Linked DNA regions of Mus musculus: region 1 is linked to region 2. Evidence: chromatin contacts called from public HiChIP or PLAC-seq data. All regions are on one chromosome and are shown on one strand. The core of a region is the stretch at or near the end of the contact, and the rest is flanking DNA. Distances in the headings are between cores, read along the strand shown.

Region 1 (7,022 bases), core at 3,375-5,874, 71 kb after region 2:
CTAGGCCAGAAGCTTACCACTGGATTTTACCGTTGCTTTTGGTTCCAGTTTTGAAGAGGCTCACTGGTCAGAGGACCCCTGAGAGCCACCTGCCTCCACCCTGCAGCCCTTGAGTTACAGGCATGTTACATGTGATTACTGTACAGAGAAAACCTAATTGCTGGCAAAATATAAAAAGCTTAGATAGCTTGTCAGATGCAGTTAGGTGTGTCCAGAAGAGATGTTGTTAGGGTGTACCCCTAAAAGCCTCCACAGATAAGAATGCTTAAGAATGGAAAGTTCTTACCTAGTTTAAGGCAAGCTGCTGGGGAGAGATACTGTGGTCTTTGCTCTATGACCAGAGGCAAAGTCAGCTGGCTGGCCTTGAGCTGCTCCACGGTAAAGGTGAAATGGCTCTGTGTTCCCCTATGACTTGGCTTGGAGCACTCCCATGACAGTGACAAGGCTTAGCCTGCCAAGGGAGTAGGGGAGGAGCTAGAGACTTCTTTTATAGCAACTGGACCTTTGAGAGGACTCTCTCTAGCCCTCTCACTGTCTTGGCTTGGAAGAACTTCATAGAAGGAACTCTGGGTAGGAGACGGGGCTTGAAGGAACCACACAGAAGCAGCTGGCAGGACACAGGCAAAACAGTCTCCTAGGGAGGGAAGAGAGCTACGGAGCCCTTGACTTTGGAGGGGCTCCAGAGAAAGGGAGGCTAGCTAGGTAGAATGACACAGATACAGAGAGATTTCTAAAGAGCTAGCAGTTTAGTCTTAGGAACAGGCTTGTAAATACATATTTTGTATATAGTTCAGAAAATAAAGTTACCTCACTGAGCTATCAAGTTTTTACCTCAGTTTACCCCTCCCGTGTCTTTATTGATATAAATATTAGTTGGATTTGAAAGGATAAATATTCCACAGGCACACAGAGCTACGCCCAGCTTCTATGTGGAGGCTGGGGATTTACGCTCAGCTCTCTCACCTATGTAGCAAGTACCCACTGAGTCATCTCTCTAGCCCTCATATGATATTAATAGAAATGTCAAGAGTAACTACTAGCCAGGGATGGCAGCATATGGCTGCAATCTCAGTTTAGGTGTGAAACAGAAGGAGTTCAAGGCCTTAGTTACCTAGCCAAGTTCCAGGTCAGCCTATAATACATGAGATCCTGGTTTTTTTTTTTTTTTTAAAAAAGAGGGACTGAGATGTAGCTCAGTTAGTAGAATGCTTAATAGCATGCATGAAACCCTGGGTTTAATCCCAAACATTATATAAATTAGTCATGGTGGTACACCCTGTAATCCAGGCACTTGGGAAACAGAGGAAGGGGAACAGAAGTTTACAGTAACCCTCAATCTATAAAGTAATATTTGAGATCAGACTGGGTAAAATTAGATCCTGTCTCAAAAAAGTAAACAAGTAAAGAGTTGAAAGAAGAGCAATTTCATGGCTACATCATTGTGAAGATTACACAAGATGATACAGGTAAGACACTTAAAAAGTGTTTGGGCCTGCCAAGCATGGTAGGACTGGGACCAGTCATTATTGTTATTAGTTTAAATATTTTAAACAGCACCCTTTCCATAAGGAGAAAGAGAGAGGAGGGATGCAGAGCCAAACTGCCGTAAGTACAAATTCTGGCTCTCTTACATCAGTCTCTTTATCTCTCAAACAGGGAAATTATAGCTCCTATAGTCTATGGTTACCTTAAGGATTAGATGAGAAATTCCCATATAAATTAAATACAGAGCTGGGCATGGTGGTGCATGCCTTGAATCCTAGCACTTGTGGGGCAGAGGTAGGGAGATCTCTGCTAGCTCTAGGCCAGTCTGGTCTATATAGCAAGTTCCAGAACAGCTGAGGCTACAGAGAGAGACCTTGTCTCCAAATAAATAAATGAATCAATCAATACTAAATGCAATGGCACACAAGAAATACTCAGCACATTTATCATGTGCACTAAGTAAAGAGCTATTCCCAACGCTTTAAATATTATCTCCCTGCTCAAAATTGTATGTTCAGCCTAACCTCTCCTGTTTCACATCTGTCGGTTAGATACATTCTCCCTAATGGCCCCTGGGCTTCTTAGAAGTTTCCCACTAGTCTCAGCCGAAGGAAAACCTTGCTTGCTCTCTCTAACATGTAACCATTCCCTCATATCTATCACTGCCTCAACCCAGCTTCTCCATTTAATTAGACGATGCTACTACCCAGCCATTTCACTTCTACCGAGAAGTCTGGGACTCTCTCTGAGCTCTCTCACTCTCTCATACCCCTCTTCAATTGTTACTTACGGCTCTAAGAAGCTTCAACAGCTTTTCCTCCAAAATACCTCCCTAAATTAACTACTGAGGTTTGAACCACAACACCCCCTCCTATCCAGATAGTCATAATGCCCCACAACTCAATCTCCAGCCTAGAACCACCCCCCTCACCCCCCACCCCCCTCAAGCTGTAAGGCTGACTAGAAGACAAACATTCTCAGCCAACCTAGACACACCAATATTATCTAGTTCCTGCAAGAGATCTGGGCCCTTTCCATCTCCTCCCGATGTCCGTGTTGAAAGGCTCTGGCCTGCTCTCCCACCCTCCTCCTTAAAGCTAATTTCTTACTGGGCAATGGTAGCATACTTTAATCCCATCAGTTGGGAGGCAGAGGCCAGGTGGATCTCTGTGAGTCTGAGGCCAGCCTGGTCTAGGTCTACAGAGCTAGTTCTAGGACAGCCAGGACTACGCAAAGAAACCCTGTCTAGAAAAAAAACAAACAAAAGATAGCCTCTTTTTTTTTTTTTTTTTTTTTTTTTGTTTGTTTGTTTGTTTGTTTTTCGAGACAGGGTTTCTCTGTATAGCTCTGGCTGTCCTGGAACTCACTTTGTAGACCAGGCTGGCCTCGAACTCAGAAATCCGCCTGCCTCTGCCTCCCAAGTGCTGGGATTAAAGGCGTGCGCCACCACTGCCCGGCGATAGCCTCTTTTTTGCCTCCAAGAGCTTATTTAGCTCACATGAGAACCAGAGAGGTCAAAGGGCTGACCCAGAACATAAGAACATCAAGAGATGAACACATCAGACTTGGTTGGGAAAACTTTTAATCCCAGGCAAAGGTAGGCAAATCTCTGAGTTTCAGTCCAGCTTGCTCTACATAGATAGCCAAGACTCCATAGCAAGACCCTGTCTCAGAAAAACAGAAAGGGAGAGAGGCGTGAAGAGATAAGAATGAGGACTGAAGCTGGGTGACAGTAGCCCTCGCCTTTGATACCAGCACTAGGGAGGCAGAGGCAGGCGGATCTCTATGGAGTTTAAGGCCAGAGTTCCAGGACATCTATGGCTACACAGTAAAACAGTCCCGGAAAGGGGGGGGGGGGGATAGGGAATGGAATGAGATGGTAAGAAGCCAGCAAGCAGCATTGTCAGGTAGGACACAGATGAAGGTGTCAGTGAAAACCTGAAAACCTGTCTGGAATAAGGCCTAGGGACATGGTTGAGGATGGTGACAAATTGCGGGGAGGGGCTACAGCAGAAAGCGAGAATTGGGGAAAGTGACTGGACTGAGAGCTGATAGCGAACAGCAAGAGCTCCGTAATAGATTGGAAACAGCCTTCACTAAGTGAGTAGTCAGCTGTGAGGATACAAAGTAGCAGGTGAAGAAGTTCCAGAAAGAAGAGGCGCATGGGAGAAGCAAAAGATGATGGGGGGGGGGGGGGAGTGGGAGAAAGACAGTGGGTGATGATGACAACTGGGGAACGACCCGGAAGAGGAATGGGATGGAAATAAAGGACAATAACAAAGCGAGCGCTTGGCAGTGGGCACTGGTAGGAGGAGATGAGCGAGCGGGGAGGGAACGCTTGATAGGTGGAAAGGTCACCACCAGCGGGGCCCCTGATGAGGAGGGTGGAAAAAAAAAAAAAACCCAAAGATGAGATAGGGAACACTGACAACTCCCCAGGCCCTGTATCCAAGGTCCGCCCCACCTCTACAGCCACCGACAGAGGTGAGGGACCTTGATAGGAGCAGAGGTGGACAACTGGGAGGGAGAGAACCAGGCGGCCACTAAGAGGCTGAGACTAATTCTGAGAGTGGGGAAAAACTGACCACTGACAGGCCAGGAGCTGGGATAGTAGCTAAAAGGGATGTTGACTGTCAAGAAGGGTGAGCGCTGAGGGAAGGGAAGGGATGGATGGATGGATGGATGGATGGATGAATGAATGACGGCAGTGGAGAGTGCTGGCTGACCGGGAAGCAGACTGATGGAGGCGCTGACCCCCTGACGAAGCGCAGGGTGACAAAGGCGCTGCTCTACTGACAGGGCGCTGACCGCACAAGCTGAGTGACAGCAGGACGCTGACGGCCCGAAGGCGGTGGGGGGTGGGGGTGTCCCTCCTGTCCCCGGGCCGCAGGAAGCGGTGGGCGCGCGGCCGCACTCACCTGCCCAGCAGGCTGGGGGTCGCAGCGACTCCTCCTCCGAGGGAGGCCCAAGCGAGGCCAGGACGCTCGCAGAGGTGAAGTGCGGACGGCCTGGAGCGGGCCGCACGCACATGGGCCCGACCCCGCGGCGCGGCGCCTTCGGACTCGGGCGCAGCCGGCGGGAGGCTCGGGACCCGCTCGGGACCGGCTCGGGGCCGCGGGCGAGATCGCTCCAAAATGGCGGCGGCGGCGGCGGGGGCGCGCGCGAGCGAGCGAGCGGGCCGGCGGGCGAGCGCGCGGACGGGGGAGGGGCGGGGGCGCGCCCCGGGGGCGGGGCCACCGGAGGAGGCACAGAGTGGCGGCCGCGGTCCAGGGTCTGTCTGGTGGAGTCGCGCTGGGGGAACGTCCTGAGGCGTCCCCGTGATCGAGCTGGCTGTGCTAAATAAATCCTCTGGGCACCTTCAAGTCCCCAGAGCGGTGCGCGCGCTCGTCTCCGCTACGTCCTGTTTCTGAACTGGACTGTCCGCTGATCTACTTGGTTTGTTTGTTTTTTTGGTTTTTTTTTTCCTTATTTATTTATTTATTTAATGTAAGTACACTGTAGCTGTCTTCAGATGCACCAGAAGAGGGCATCAGATTTCACTGCGGATGGCTGTGAGCCATCATGTGGTGGCTGGGATTTGAACTCAGGACCTTTGGAAGAGCAGTCAGTGCTCTTAACCGCTGAGCTAGCCCTTTTTACCTTTTTTTTTTTTTTTTTTTTTTTTTTTGGTTTTTCGAGATAGGGTTTCTCAGTGTAACAGAGCCCTGGCTGTCCCGGACTTGCTTTGTACACCAGGCTGGCCTCGAACTCACAAGAGATTCTCCTGTCTCTCTGCCTCTGCCTCTGTGTTGAGATCAAAGCCGTTTTGTTTTGTTTTGTTTTGTTGTTTAGTTTCGTTTTGTTTTGTTTTTTTTTTTTCTTTTCTTGGATACCGATCCTTGTTGTCCAGGGCTTGTGTACGTCACATACGTGGCCATCTAACATGGGTTGAAATGAGTTCAAATTAAATTAATCTCTAAAATGAGACTGATTTCCGGTGGCAGTGTGAGCCATGGGAAAATATCAAAAAAAAAAAAAAAGAAACATGTAAGGAATGTGTCAACACATGCTAGCTATGAACTCACTCACTCTCAGTGGCAAGTTCACTACCGCTGTGCGAAAGTATAAGCCGGCGTGGGTGGTTGCACTTGGGAGACCAAAGCAGGAGGAGTTTCAGGCAAGCAAAACATACTGGCGCACATCTTTAATACCAGAGGCAGGGGGGATCTCTGCCAGTTCGAGACTCGCCTACTCTACTCTACTCAGCGAGTTCCGGGTCAGCTAGGACTACAGAGTGTAAAAATGTCTAAGGGGGAGACATTTCTGGGCCCTTCCAAGATTTTTTTTTTCTTTGAAGTGGTGCTGCTGTGTTTCCCCCTTTTCTCAGCAGAGGGCGCCAAAGAGACACTGTTGGAGGAAAGGAAATCGATTTTTTTTGTTTTGTTTTCTTCCCCGGTTTGGAAAGCAAAATTGGAGGCGCCTGGGTTCGCGGTGTGGTCTCTTGCAGCACAGCTTTTCCCAGGCCATCCTGACTGAAGTGATACCCTGAATACAGAAGCCGAATGTGCTGCAGAACTGGGGCTTGTGCGGAGATACCAAACACAGGGGATGACCCACTAGTCCCATTACCGCAACAGCGAGCAGGTGCAAGCCTGGCCCTGACCTTTACACTATTTTTAAGTCCAGGCCAGAGTTCACGTATCAGAAGCAGCTCTGAGCACCCTCTTCCCAGACACACACACACACACACACACACACACACACACACACACACCACCATTTTTTGTGGGTACTGGTCTGACATATAAACTGAGGAAACAGAACCGATGAACTGAATCTCCATCCTTTAGCTCCCCCCCACACACACACACACTTTTTTTTCTTTCTTTCTTTTTTTTAAAAGATTTATTTATTATTATATGTAGCTGGCTTCAGATGCACCAGAAGAGGGTGTCAGATCTCCTTACAGGAGGTTGTGAGCCACCATGTGGTTGCTGGGATTTGAACTCAGGACCTTTGCAAGAGCAGTCAGTGCTCTTACCCGCTGACCCATCTCGCCAGCCTTTCTTTCTTTCTTTCTTTTTTCTTAATTTTGAGCTGGGCATTTAGTCCCAACATTTGGGAGATTGAGGCAGGAGAATCGGTAGTTTAAGATTAGCTTTGGCCACTTACTGAGTTCAAGGGCAGCCTGGGCTATTGAGACCTGTTTTTTTTTGGGGGGGTTTTTTTTTTTTTTGGTTTTTTGTTTTTTTTGGTTTTTTGTTTTTTGTTTTTTGTTTTTTGTTTTTTTTTTTTTTTGGTTTTTCAAGACAGGGATTCTCTTTATAGCTCTGGCTGTCCTGGAGCTCACTTTGTAGACCAGGCTGGCCTCGAACTCAGAAATCTGCCTGCCTCTGCCTCCCGAGTGCTGGGATTAAAGGCGTGCGCCACCACGCCCGGCTAGACCTGTCTTAAAAGACCTTTTGTTTGTCTGTTTTGAGGGCATAAGATTTTGATAAGTTGTGCAAACTGGCCTTGAACCTGTGGCCTTGCCCTACTCTTTTCACACCCACACTGAG
Region 2 (6,307 bases), core at 1,932-4,431:
ACGCACAGCTCCTATCTGCTTATCTCTTTTGTGGCATGACTACAGCTGGCTTTGTAGCCCTGAGTCCCAGACAGTGGGACAAACTACATGATGATCATGACCTCAATCCTTCCTATAAGCAGCACTCAAATCCTGACAGCTGTGGAGCTTCATTTACTGATGGCCCCAATGTTGCTGCTTAAATTTAACTTCACCCTTACGCTATCTAAAGGGTCCCTGATGACCAGGCATGGTGGGCCATGCCTTTATCGTGTACTTAGGAGACATAGGTAGGCAGGTCACTGAGTTTGAGTCCATCCTGACCTCCATAGAGAGTTCCAGGCCAGCCAGGGCTATAAAGTGAGACCTGTGTTTGCAAAAAAAGTGAGGTGAGGAGGAGGGATTATATAAGGACTGAGTGTCTTCATACCCAAAGCTAGCCTAGACTAACCACAAGTAACAGATGGATCCTGCAGAACAAAGATACCTGGCTCTGTCCCAGGGAGGGGTTCTCAGATGAGATGCAGGACAAGCAGGGAGGGAGGGAGTTGTAGAGGCTGAATAAACTTGGCAGTGGTTCAACTATCTAGCAGGTTTTGAAAATAGCTTTGTAAAGGATTTACTTTGTCTTTTTGCAGCAGGGTTAAAGTACTTCTCTAGGAAGGATTTAGAAAAAGAGGATGAAGGTCTCTAAAGGTAGGCTGTTAGTTGGATGTGGTGATCTTCCTCGGTAATCTGATCACTAAAGAGATGGAGGTGGGACAGTTGTGAGTTGAGACCACCCTCCACAACACAGCAAAACTCACAAACAAGCCTGTGTACTCTCAACCCAAGGAACTCCAGTCTAGGCTTTTCCTCTTAGTTAATTTTATCACATCTGAATCAGTAGCCATGTGAACCCTTCTCCAAGTCTTGGCTCTACATTTTTGCTTTTCTACAAATCTTTTAGATATATAGTGGTGTTTGCTTTAGGGGCGATATCCTGCCTAGGGTTCCTAGAACACAAGAGCCAGGGCCTCAATGAGCTTTGGACATGAGCAGCCAGACGCTATGGGTACAGAGTATGAAACTTTGAGTCCCAGCTGCAAACAGCAGTTCTCAACTGTGGGCTGTGGCTCTTTACAGTTATGTTCATCACAGTACCAAAGTTCTAGTTGTGAAGTAGCAACAAAAATGATTTATGACTGGGATCACCACAGCATGTGAGACTGTATTAAAGGGTCACACACTAGGAAGGTTGGGAACCACTGGGTTATACCAACCATGGATTCCAGCTGCTTAATCTTCCCGCTTAGCTGAGGGAAACCCCTTAAGTTCCAATATCACAGAGGACCCTCAAGAAGCACACACGTGGGCAGGGCCTACCCTGTGTGTGAGGAGGAGGAGGAGGCAGGGCTGGTAGGACCCAGAGCCTGAATGCATGATGGTGAACTTGTGCTAGGCAGTCTGTCTGGTGCCCACTGTGTCAAGAACAAGCTGGTGTCAGGTACATCCCAGACTTGGAAGTGTAGGCAGAGACAAGGCCAGAAACCCCATAGGTGATACTCATTTAAGAGTAGATGCAGAATCCAAAACAAAACCCCCACATGGGCCTAAGGTCAAGAGCCTTGTGAGATTAGTACCTTGTCTCCTGGTAGGGTCCAGCCCTGAGACTTCCTCTACTGTACCCTGAACTTAGGTGGAGATCCTGCCTCAGGGCCTTTGTATGGGAAGCCATTTCCAGTATCCTGTACCCACAGACAACTCCTTATGCTCCTGAGCCTCACCACCTGCTCTCCCACCGCTGAATGCCAGGAGGCTGAGCTCCCTGGGGAACACAGAGATCTAGCTTTGTGGAGTACCCCTGACTCACTGGGTAGCTCCTTGACACCTTGGTCCTATATTCTCATCTTGACCACTCAAAATAGAAGCACTTGCTGGAGTGGCTGGCCTCTTGGCAAGGATGATGACAACATACCTGATTCCTTCCCTAGGGACGGCCTTCAGACACTGCAGGGGAACTGTGGCTTGACCACCTGCGAGCTGCTTCTACTTCCCAATCAGGGCTCAGACTACACCTAATCCCTAACCCTGAGATGCATTTTGTCCTACTGTGCGAGCGTGCAGGGCACCTGACTGTAATTCACAAGTGCCCTACAACAAATGGCACAGCACAAAGTGGGGTAACAGGAGAGGGCTGGCCAGAGTCCTAAGCTTGCCCTACAGAAAGTTAAGGGCAACAGGCCTTTCCTCCACTGTCTGGGACAACCGTAGACACCAAGGAGGTTAGCCAGTCCCAGAGCCTGAAAACCAGGTATTCTCTGTAACTGGCACCTGTAGTGGAGACTGTCATTCCAAGTTTCTGGGGAGCTCTTGGGACATCCAGGTTCTATCTTCTACTCTGAAACATTTAAAACAGAAAATATACACTGTTGTCTAAGAAGCCCTCTGGTTCAGCCTTTCCATTAGAAAGAGGCACTGTTTTTCTAGAGACAGCTTTACAGGATCATTAGCCATGGAGCAGCAGCAAGGATTCCAGTCTAACCTCCACTTGTTCTCAAGGAACTGAAGACTGGCCACTGAGCCCTGTTCTCAGAAGCCATGCAGTGTTCACTGGGCCTCCCAGGAAAGCTTTCCAGTCCCTTCACACCTGCCAACAGCAGCCTCCGCTGTCCTGGGTGGTGGGGAGACCTTTCCAGTATGGCCTGTGCACACAGCTTCCACAGCACCCGCTGCCTTCTCGTCATCTTCACTGTCAGATCCCCCAGAGGAGCTGCTGTCAGAGGCTACCAGGGGGGCCTTCCTAGTGACACACACATTCCAGGCACAAGGCGAGGTAGGACCAACTGCAAAAGAAGAAACCCTGCGATATTTGTGAGGGCAGAGGAGCCAGAGAACACAGATACCATGGCCTCAGGGATCCCAGATTTGCATAAGTCAGTGTGAGATGAGTGGCAGAGACGGCACATGTTGGCTTCCTGAGTGTTATGCACGTGTATCTGCATGTTCGCAGGAACCACATGAACTGCTATGTACCTTTCATGTGGGCTGCCCCACTACTCCACTAGATAGGAGATGTGTGTGCTCTTCTCAGAGGAGGAAACATGGGCTCAGAGAAGCCACTTTAAACCTAATGCCCAGGAGCGTTCTTACCCAGTCCACTTGCCTGGGAAGGAGAGAGAGGCCAAGTCAAGTCCCATAGTGGCATCCCAACAGGGACTCATCTACATAACAATGTGACTCAAGGATGTTGTAAAGTACAGGCCTGGGCCATGGAGCCTGATTGGACCTGGCTCTGAGGACACCCTACATGCTCATACATGTTGTCCTGCCTTCTACCCCTAAAGCTGGAGGACCCTAAAGTTCCTCATGTATTGTACAGTGAACAAATCATGATAACTCCAATCCCATATGTATGTAAGGATTCCAACATCACAAATACATAACCACACCTGGGGCCGAGGCCACTTCCCACCTTCTCAATAGGGTCTAGCCTTGCATCAGGCCTGCCAACTAGTCAAGGCAGCTGTCTGAGCTGTTGCTACTCACAGGTTTTCTCTGGGCCTGGACTCTGGCCACCCTCGGCATTGCTGTGGTCCATGTCCACAGGAGAGCTGCACCGGGGCCCTGTCTCAGAGCTAGAAAAGAAGATGACATGCTGAGCCCACTGGACAACACTGGTCCTGATACCCAACAGGCAAGATTCCATTCTGATGTTTGTTACCAGCAGAAAGGCTGGAAGTCGGTGAATTTGGCCCAGCCTTTCTCCTCTACAACTGAAGGACCAGCCGCCCATGCACTAGAACCCACATCCCTCGCAGCTCCTGGGGTTGCAGACAGCGGGTTCACTGGCTCATCAAAAACTGCTGTCCATGTAGTACCTGCCAGAAGGAGACGCAGCAGTCAAGAATAGGCAGGCCTAGTATGTGATAGGCGAGGGAGAAGCATCTCTCACGTAGATGAATAGCGGGGTCATCAGAGCTGACCAGGAATGCAAGATGCTCCCATAGGAAACCCCAGAAGAGCCCCCACTGTCTCGAGTGTCAGAGATGGCGGGACTCCCCAGCACTGCTTGTGCTTTGCAAAAGGTAGTATGGCTTCAAACCCTGGGACACTTGGGCATAAGACCTGTGAATGACCTGGAAAGGGTCCTATTAAGCTACCCACTGCCACAGAGCACATGTATGGGCATCAGTTCTTGCTGATGTGGTGCCTCATGAGATACCTGTAAAGCCCCATCTGTCCTCCAGTAAGGCTGATGGTACAAAGTAGGTACCATCTCACCTGTCCCAACCCAGGTCATAGCAGGCACACAGCATGGGGGGCCCCTACTGTGGGTGTTCCTGCCCTTGCAGCTGGCCAGCTCCAGCTAAGGTGCTGGCAACTCCTAACAGACAGCTGGTTTCTTGCCCGTGTCCTGAGTATCTAATACCCCAGAGCAGGTAAGAGAGGTCTCTAAGAGGAAGTATATGGGTAGATGCTCCCAAGTACATCTGAGAGATGGCAAATAGCAACATACAGGTTACATGGGGTTTCCCTTCCCTAGCAAACAGAATGGACACCAGCTGTGCAAGTGCACATGTATACAGGCAGGCACTACAGTGGAAGGGAGTAAGAACACCTGGCTCGATTCAGTGCACAGCAGAACCCGTGGTGGCCAGACCTCCCAAAACATTTCATGAAACCATGTGTAGATGGGGAACTAGGAAATCAACTGCTGGAAAAACAGTGGCTCAAAGGGGGTCCCTCAGCCAAGTCACCACACCCTGTCCTCAGTACCCATGTCCCTTGTACAGTCTTCAGGTACTACCTGCTGAATCACTCTCTGAGCGAGGACCTTCTTTCTGTGTAGGAGATGAAGGAGCGGCCAATCCAGGCACATTCCTAGCTACTGCTGAGCCAGTCTTCCTGTCCTGGCCTCCATGTTCCAAAGCATTCTTTGAGTAATTATCTGAGACATGAGGGGCTCCAAACCTGGGCAGACATAAAGGTAGCAGATGTTTGGTGAGCCTTGGTTAGATGCCCAATGCTGGAGAACCTGTGATGGCTCAGGAATTGGGACCAGGGTTGAGTACGGGGTGTCTAGAATAAGCACTGCTTGGCTCCCAGGTCTGCTCTGGTTTCTGCAAGAAGGGCCACTGCCCCTCTAGGTGTCTGAGCACTTTTAACAGTGGCTGAATACCCAGCGCTTAATCTTGCCTGCTCCCCGCTGGTGGGGGCTTTGGGAGGATGAGTGAACCCACACCTGGCTCTGGCCATCACCCGGGCAGCGCATCGAGTCTCGTCATCTTCCCAAATGTCCTCCTCTTCATCATCATCAAAGGGCTGGATCCGATCACTGCAACAGGCTTCAAACAGAGCTGCACTGGGCTGTAAGACAGAATGCAGAGCTGTTTTCTGGAGAATCTGGTCCCAAAGAACTCCAGAGGGGCTAGCTCACAGAACATGGCCGACAGACAGTGTGGGAGGAGGCAAGGAGGGAAGCTCGGCTCTCAACTCCCATAGAGGGGAGCCTCCCAGTCCTGACACACAAATATACTGGCCAGGGCCCCATGGTTCCATCCACCTGTGACAAGGACCAAGTTGTGGACACTGTGAACTATCTGAGCAGTGTAATAAAATGCTGCTATGCCCTGCAGCCCTGCAGCGGCCCCCATCACTCACACTGTCCTCATCGGCTTCAATGTTGAAGTTGATCTCTGCAATCCGGTCAAATGGGGCGCTGCAAGAACAAGGTCCCTCAGTACCGCCTCTGCTCCAGCAGGCCTGGGCCCTCGGGTAGTAGGGCTTGCTATCTCCTCAGGGACAGTGGACCTCATTCCTGCCAAGATCACTTGGAGCTGCTTCTATGGTGCTGTTGCTTAGGGCAGTGCTAGCCTAGAGCCGGAGCCTTCATGGTGGCTGTACTCACTTGATGTTGTCATCCTGGTCTGCAAACTCCTCATCATTGAAGCCAAACTGATCCACAAAGTTTGCTGTCATCTGCTGGATCTGGTACTCAGAGAAGGCCTGGGAGGAGAGGGTACAGCTATGGAACAAGTTGTCGCCTGGTGGCTGCTCCTTGGAACCCACTCCATTGCTCAGGAGCCTCTTAGGAAGCAGGCAGTGGATTTTCGCAGAGGTTGACTGCTCACAGTGGTTGAGCAGTTGCATACAGAGAGCACCTCCTCAGTCGGCCTCCAAGCTTACTGTCCCCAGGTCTCTCTCACCACGGTAACGTGACTTTGGGGTACTCGCCCAGCCCCCTCTCCCCAGATGCGCTCGGAGATGAGTTACTTCTCTCTTTTCTATGCAATGTCACGGCAACTAAGCACTACCAAGGACACAGGCTCCAGAAGGGCCCGGCAGG

What was found. HiChIP or PLAC-seq counts read pairs in DNA pulled down with a chosen protein or histone mark.
Region 1: an H3K27ac HiChIP or PLAC-seq map of epiblast stem cells shows a contact between it and region 2. The contact joins the promoter of Ppp6r2 here to the enhancer-like site in region 2. A contact is called at or near these places in 1 of 39 promoter capture datasets (neural stem cells), 3 of 484 Hi-C or Micro-C datasets (bone marrow-derived dendritic cells, female germline stem cell-derived STRA8 germ cells and hematopoietic stem and progenitor cells), 7 of 115 datasets of contacts at active chromatin or transcription factors (the SCID.adh cell line, bone marrow-derived macrophages, effector CD8 T cells and 4 more) and 3 of 9 other capture datasets (adipose tissue, liver and pancreatic islet).

What each region holds. Positions count from the first base shown.
Region 1 is chr15:89,209,161-89,216,182 of GRCm38.p6, reverse strand. Ppp6r2 (protein phosphatase 6, regulatory subunit 2) reads right to left here and starts at 4,624. Exons shown (of 25, transcript NM_026813.2): 1 at 4,404-4,624.
Region 2 is chr15:89,279,380-89,285,686 of GRCm38.p6, reverse strand. Ppp6r2 (protein phosphatase 6, regulatory subunit 2) reads right to left here. Exons shown (of 25, transcript NM_026813.2): 17 at 5,870-5,967; 18 at 5,623-5,680; 19 at 5,204-5,328; 20 at 4,769-4,932; 21 at 3,683-3,839; 22 at 3,508-3,596; 23 at 2,609-2,804. Among named protein-coding and RNA genes, the nearest start is that of Mir6959, 23 kb to the left of the region's middle. Within about 2 kb of position 3,181, at least 33 of the 459 cell types and tissues checked have an H3K27ac peak or open chromatin away from gene starts, as enhancers often do. A contact at or near this core is called in effector CD8 T cells and epiblast stem cells, where this site is marked.